Linked DNA regions of Mus musculus: region 1 is linked to region 2. A link is a contact called in public promoter capture Hi-C data. All regions are on one chromosome and are shown on one strand. The core of a region is the stretch at or near the end of the contact, and the rest is flanking DNA. Distances in the headings are between cores, read along the strand shown.

Evidence for each region. Capture Hi-C pulls out chosen DNA fragments and counts their contacts.
Region 1: a promoter capture Hi-C map of adipose tissue shows a contact between it and region 2, with 2.6 times the contacts expected there. A contact is called at or near these places in 1 of 39 promoter capture datasets (pre-B cells) and 1 of 9 other capture datasets (adipose tissue).

What each region holds. Positions count from the first base shown.
Region 1 is chr19:6,339,296-6,342,726 of GRCm38.p6, forward strand. It overlaps Map4k2 (mitogen-activated protein kinase kinase kinase kinase 2), which reads left to right and starts at 1,865. Exons shown (of 32, transcript NM_009006.3): 1 at 1,865-2,050; 2 at 2,164-2,221; 3 at 2,449-2,539; 4 at 2,608-2,672; 5 at 2,960-3,015; 6 at 3,315-3,362. The coding sequence starts at 1,955. Men1 (multiple endocrine neoplasia 1) reads left to right here. Exons shown (of 10, transcript NM_001168489.1): 9 at 44-208; 10 at 392-1,599. The coding sequence ends at 877.
Region 2 is chr19:3,574,449-3,578,083 of GRCm38.p6, forward strand. Ppp6r3 (protein phosphatase 6, regulatory subunit 3) reads right to left here and starts at 1,301. Exons shown (of 24, transcript NM_028999.1): 1 at 1,193-1,301. It overlaps n-TAagc9 (a tRNA gene), which reads left to right and starts at 1,815; the gene lies at 1,815-1,887.

The DNA of each region.
Region 1 (3,431 bases), core at 615-3,114, 2.8 Mb after region 2:
CTGCACGCTCTGTGACCTCTGCTGTACCTTCCCTCTTATCCAGGGCACCCAGGGCCAAGGTTCTGCTCTCCAGGACCCAGAATGCTTTGCCCACCTGCTGCGATTTTATGATGGCATCTGCAAATGGGAGGAGGGTAGCCCCACACCAGTACTGCACGTAGGCTGGGCAACTTTCCTTGTGCAGTCCCTAGGCCGCTTCGAGGGACAGGTGAGAGGGGCCTATCCAGGGCATGGGAACTACAGGTGGTGACAGTAGTTGTAGGGGAGTGAGGTTACATTGCATGTGTATGAGTACAGATGAGAGGACACTGCTAGAGGGGTGGCCAGGAGCTGAGCCTAGAGGTCCCACGGATGATCCTCAGCCTTTCACTTGGCTTGCGCTTTTGCTCAGGTGCGGCAGAAGGTGCACATAGTTAGCCGGGAAGCAGAGGCGGCCGAGGCTGAAGAACCATGGGGGGATGAAGCCCGAGAAGGCCGTCGGCGTGGTCCCCGAAGAGAGTCCAAGCCTGAGGAGCCACCACCACCCAAGAAGCCTGCATTGGACAAGGGCCCGGGCTCAGGACAAAGTGCAGGGTCGGGACCACCTAGGAAAACGTCAGGGACTGTCCCAGGTACTACCCGCGGTGGCCAGGAAGTCGGCAATGCTGCTCAGGCTCCAGCACCTGCAGCATCGCCACCCCCAGAGGGCCCAGTGCTCACTTTCCAGAGTGAGAAGATGAAAGGCATGAAGGAGCTACTGGTGGCCACCAAGATCAACTCGAGCGCCATCAAGCTGCAACTCACGGCACAGTCGCAAGTGCAGATGAAGAAACAGAAAGTGTCCACACCCAGCGACTACACACTCTCTTTCCTAAAGCGGCAGCGCAAGGGCCTCTGAACTCTGATTCTGTGGCAAGGCCCCAGGCCTGCCCTCACTCCCAGCAGGCTTCACCCTCATCCTCTAATTCAAGCCTAGACTCCGCCCTCAGTCCTAGGGGACCCAGAGCTGTCCTGCAGTGACTAGGAGCCTTCATTTAGCCCCTCTTCAGGCCCCAGAGCCCTGGCTCAGTTCTTAGAATGTAGGTGTCATCCCCACCAGCCGGCCAATTGGAACCTCATTGTAGGTCCAATCCCCCGAAATTCAGTGGACCATGACAGGAGCCCAAGTCACGCCTGAACAGTAGGGCATTCCTCCCACTTGGGGGCTAGATTGACCTTAGCCCCAGAGCACAGTTGCTACCTGGAAACCAAGGACCATTCAGTCCCTAGGGGTAGATTTCCGCACTTTATATAGAGTTCCATCCTTTGGGAATCCAAATCCCTTACCCCAAAGAACTTACATATTGCTGCCCGAATTTGGAAATCTTCCTCGTCTCCCTAGCCCCTGAGTACAGGACATGAAGCTCCGACTCTTATCTGTGAATACTGAGCCTCGCCCCCTTCCTGACCAAACTGGCGCAAGAACAGAGCAGGACCTCTTCCAGCCCTCTGGGAACCTCCCTGAGGTCCCAGGAGGAAATCTGCACGGGGTGGGGGAGGGCCAGCCTCTTCCTGTTTTGTACATAGATTTATTTTTCAGTTCCAAGAAAGATAAATGCATTTTGTTAAGAAAAAAGAGAGATGTATGTATGTGTTTCATCTGAGAAATCGGGGATGGGGCGGGAGTGGATATCTGCTTTTGCTGTTTTAGGATTTTGAACTTTATGCTCTGCACCTGTAGCGCGGCGAGAATTGGGAGGGGTACCTAAGCTCCGCCCCTGCTTCTGGGACTTCCCCGCGCAACCAGGGCGCCTCCTCTCGGCCAGGCGGGCGGCGGGGCAGCCCCGGGCTGGCCCCGCCCCGGGCTGGCCCCGCCCCTACGGCCTCCGAGTCTCGGCGCTGCCCCTGCCTGCCCGCTCGCTTCGCCCCGCCCCACCCCGCGCCGCTCCGCGCCGGCTCCGCAGCTTGCGCCCGCCGGCGGGTCCGGCGCCGGGCCATGGCGCTGTTGCGGGACGTGTCGCTGCAGGATCCGCGGGACCGCTTCGAGCTGCTACAGCGTGTGGGGGCCGGGACCTATGGCGACGTTTACAAGGTGCGCTGAGCGGGGCTGCGGGACGGGCGGGAGCGCAGGAGGAGGGTGCATCTTCACGTCCCGCCGCGGGAACCCCGGCCCCGCCCCCTCCTCACCCCGCTTCTCGCCCCTAGGCCCGTGACACCGTCACGTCCGAACTGGCCGCGGTGAAGATCGTCAAGCTAGACCCAGGTGTGGGCCCGGGTGGGGCCTCTGTGCTCCTGGGAGGCGGGCGGGTGAGCTGGCGGGGGCAGAGAGTTAACATTTTCTAGACCCCCCCGTGAAGCCGACCCCAGGAGAAACTAAGGTTTGGCACCTGCTCGGCAAGGAGAGAAATACTCTATGCTCATTTTGCACATAGGGACAGAGTCTAGGCTATTCGTTCCCCCCCCCCCCCCATAATGCCTTGTGCTCCCCAGGGGACGACATCAGCTCTCTTCAGCAGGAAATCACCATCCTTCGTGAATGCCGCCACCCCAATGTCGTGGCCTACATCGGCAGCTACCTCAGGTGAGGTTGTTTATCCTCTTACCCTCTTGTGCCTTGCATTGTGCCACCCCAGCTCTCTGTCTCCCCAGGAATGACCGATTGTGGATCTGTATGGAGTTCTGTGGAGGAGGGTCACTGCAGGAGATTTACCACGGTGAGATCCAGACTCCATGGACATGGCCTTTCCCGATCCCAACATAGGGGTAGGAAGGCATCCTTCTGGCTGCACTTGGACTCCTCTTAGCTTCTGACTGGCTGTGTGACCTTGAGAGAAATACTATCCTCCTCTGGGCTCAGTTTCCCAGCCTGAGTCTGGAAGAAATTTGGCTAACATCACTTTGCTGTAGTGGTGCCTGCTGCTCCCCACTCTGCAGGGTGGGTAGGGAGGGTCAGCATATCCCTCAGGCTCTTTCTCTTCAGCCCCCATTCTGTATGTTTCAGCCACTGGGCCCCTGGAAGAACGGCAGATTGCCTATGTTTGCCGGGAGGCACTGAAGGTATGGGGCTCATAGGCAGCACCCATTTTGGAATCCTCAGGAGTGTGGGCCCAACACATCTGGCCAGTGGGAGATTGGGACCTTGGGATGGGCTGACTCAGGGGGTGGAGGTCCTAGCAGGAGGGGGCCCCCCAGTTCTGTTGCCGGAAGCAGCCTATTTCCCTCTTGGCTCATTCACTTCCTGCTTGGGGAGAGGGGTGGAGGAAGCAGCTTGGGTGGGGGGCCCAGTCCTGAGGAGGGGCTCAGAAGAGATAATTAGTGCAAAGCAGCTGTCCTCAGAGACTTCTGTTTGTCTCCAGGGGCTCCACCACCTGCATTCTCAGGGGAAAATTCACCGAGACATTAAGGTAGGGGGTCAGCCAAGGGCATGGTTCAAATGAGGAGGAAGCCGCCAGGCACCTGACACAATCCTTTCT
Region 2 (3,635 bases), core at 51-2,550:
AAACAAACTTATTTTCATGGGTTACAGGGGCAGCAAAGAGGACTAATTCGCCCAAGGTCACAGGACTAGAAAGTGACAAAGGAAGATGTAATTTTCAGGTGGCCCATAAGAAAGCTCAAACACCACTGGCAACAGGGATCTTGCACCTTGCAATTTCAAGGAACATTTTAGTGGAAGGAGATCTTAAGTTCCTTTCTTACGGGCTGTGTCAACTGCAACATGACCTTGAGGGCAAAAACCAAAGTAAACTTGACTTAAGAAAATGAAACAGTATCCATATTAACAAGTGCTCTGATGCAAGGAAACCTTCTAAGTGTCCCCTCCCCCAAGCCAAAGCAAAACATAAACAAAGCTCTGGCCCATTCTAAAGAGACCACAGCAGGTAGGCGGCAAATGACAGTAGGACATGCGGTGGAGAAGTACAGACACAGAGCTACCGAGACCACTCATTCTGTCCCACCTACAACTTCAAGTCCAAGTTCTAATGAAAGACAACGGGACTGGGGAGAAAAAGACCTCCAAGTTAACAGTGAGCCGAGCTTTAAAAGCGAGGTGCTTGAAGCCACAAGAAGGGTAACTCCTCACTTCAGCTCCAAAACACCAGGGAATCTCCAATGCCCGCGTCTGTATAAAAGAGAGACTCAACGGCGGAGGATGAAGATTCACTGCGATGGCCCCGAGAGACTCGGAACTGGTTTTTGTGTGTTCCGATGACTCTGCTAATGCCCAGAAACCCACACAACTTGTTTCTCAGAGGACAAGAGTCCAACAAAAGCCTTCGCGAAGCTCTCCAGCGAGTTGACAAGCTCCAGGAGATCCCGAGAAGTCGCTGTGAAGGCCCGGGCGCGGGAGCCGGGGAGCTCGCCCAGGACCCCCGACTTGGCTCGGGGCGCGCCTCGCCTCGCCTGGGCTCCCGCCGAGCCAAGCCCAGAGTCACCTCGGCGTCCAAAGTTCGCAGTCGGCTCGGCTGACTGCCAACGCTCGGCCCGGCTGACAGGAGCGGGCGGCCCGGTCCTGGCCAGGACTGGACGCCGCCTCCCGGGCCGCCGAAGCTGCCGATTCCGGGGGGGAGGGGAAAGGGGCCGGGACGCTCCCTCCCCACGCCGCCGGGACCGGACCACCGCCACGATCGGTCGGCCGCTTGCCCGCGCGACCCGCACACTCCGCGCCACCGCCCCCTCCCCTGAGTTACCTGGAGGCGCCCAAGACCCGCAGTTAGTCGCGCTCAGGCGGGAAAAAGGTTCACCGACACCATCAGCGAAGCGCCCAAAATGGCGGACGTATCAAGCAGGCCTTGAGTTACCCCCGCCCTCCCTCCGGCCGCCCCGCAGCCAATCACAGGATAGACCCCGCCCCTTCACACGGATCATTGGCTTGTCTCTCCCGCCCCCCACAACCTATTGGACCGCCCAGCGGTTCCCTCGACTCCACTTCGATTGGCTTTGAGGTCTTGTCAGTCAAACGCGAGAGGCGCATTCTTTTTCCCATGGTCTTGACGGATCCGGAACCTCTAGACCCCGGAGTCTGAGAAACAAGTCAGAAATTGGGAGAAGCTTAGGCTGGGTCCCTCTGCCCCGTAGCAACAGCGGGGCCTCGCGTGACAGACGCTTGGGACCACCAATCCGCATAGTCAATGTAGTTTAAAACAAATGAACCAAACCAATCCCGGCTGTGTAGCTCCGGATGCGAAGAAGCCAATGGGGTAACACAATGACAGCAGGCGGTGGGGTAACGGCCGCGGGGGACGAGGGGGGGGGGAAAACCGGTGATGACGTGAGTCACAATACAACCTGCGACGGAAGTTAATTATAGCTGGGGAATTAGCTCAAATGGTAGAGCGCTCGCTTAGCATGTGAGAGGTAGCGGGATCGATGCCCGCATTCTCCATAGCATAGTTTTATCGAAGACCTTCAATTAAATTACTTCAGACAAAGTAGAGTGGCATCCCTGAAAATGGGGTCAAAATGTAAGGTTTCTTAATACAAAGGAAACCAGGCTGTATCTTTTGTCACAGAGAAGAATTTTACACATGAATTTCTTCCAACTGCTAGTGTCCTATACGTATAGTACTACACATTTACCTTGCCCCAGAACTGGGGTCCTGGACATCAGGGTCCCTACTCTCAAGTCTTGCACTTAACCACTGTCATGGCTAATCCTGGTTTTTAATTCTCCTGGGGCTGTCTAAAAAGGTGAAACTGAGCTGACCACAAGCATTCTCTACCTCCTGGCTGGTTGTGATGTGATGTGATGTGATGTGACGGGCAGACTCCCACACCTGCTCCCTTGACTTCCCTGCCATATTGGCCTCGACCTGTGAGACAAAATGAACCTTTTCTCCCTAAAGTTGCTGTTGTCAGAATATTTTATCACAGCAACAGGAAAAGATACCAAGGTGCTCCCCTTGGGTCCCTATGAATAATCTGCCTGGTTCAGTGTGGACAGGACCATAAGTTCAGGCACGCTGCAGCTGGCCACCATAGTCAACAAAGTCTCTGAGTCTTGGAAGTCTTTCATGAAGCAGGCCTTCCCATGCCATCTGGAAAGCAAGTGACCAAGGTGATCAAGCTAAGGGACAGACTCTTTTGGGAAAGTAGTAAGTCATAGGACAGGACAGAGCTCTAAATCCCTGGGGTGTTGGTAGCAGGGAGGGGAAGGGTGTTACAGAGACCCCAGGGTGGGGCCTTGGAGCTTCAAAGGCAGGACGAGCCCAGCTATGATGGGAGACTGGATAGCAGAGGTAGCTGAGTCACACAGACCTTGAGTGGCAATGCTCACACCTCAGACAGGGAGCAGTTGCCTGCATATCTCTTCCAGTAGGTCCAGCAGTCCCAGGCCCAGGCTTCACTGAAGCTCAGAGAGCACAGAGCTTATCTCCTGAGTGTCTCCTCTAGGCCACCTCTAGGCATCTATCCCCTGGGAAAATGACAGAGCCTAGCCCTTGGACTGGAGGAGACAGGACCTGCCTTGTTGGACACTCAGTGCTTTCTCCGGGTTCCCAGTCTCTGAACCCCCCCCCACCCCTGTTCTTTACACGGGGTCCAGCATGCTTGAGTCCTCCACCTCACTCATTCTGGCTCTGAATTCCACTACCAGGATAACAAGAGAGGGCTGTGCAGTTATGCAAACCCACCCTGGCCTCCAGTCCACCTTCCAAGAGAGCTGTTCCTGGAAGCAGATTCCAGAAAGAGTTCATTGCTAGTAGATCCACATCATAGTCCCCATTGTACACACTAGCTAACTACGGACCAGAGCATTCTGTCACCAGAGGCCATATAGGGGTTGGGTGACCTTGGCCAGGTGACCTAACCTTTCTGACTCTCCAGTTCTCAGAAGTACAAGTGATAACAACTATCAGCCAGGGTCAAGCACACCACTCCAGGCACTTAAGAGAGGCAATAAATGTTAACTCTGGAACGCAGAGGCTAGAAGGCTTGCCTGAGGCCACAGAAGTAGTAACAAACATTGTTAAAACTGAGGCCTATTGATAAAGAGTTAAGGTAGCAGAAAGTTCAGGGCAGGGCAGCAGTTAAAGGCTGGACCCTGGCAGGAAGGACCAGCTGGGGGTGAGAGGGGACAGCTTGGAGTGGGAGTGGGCCTGCCTTCTGTGCTATCTGTGAAGACAAAGCCCAACT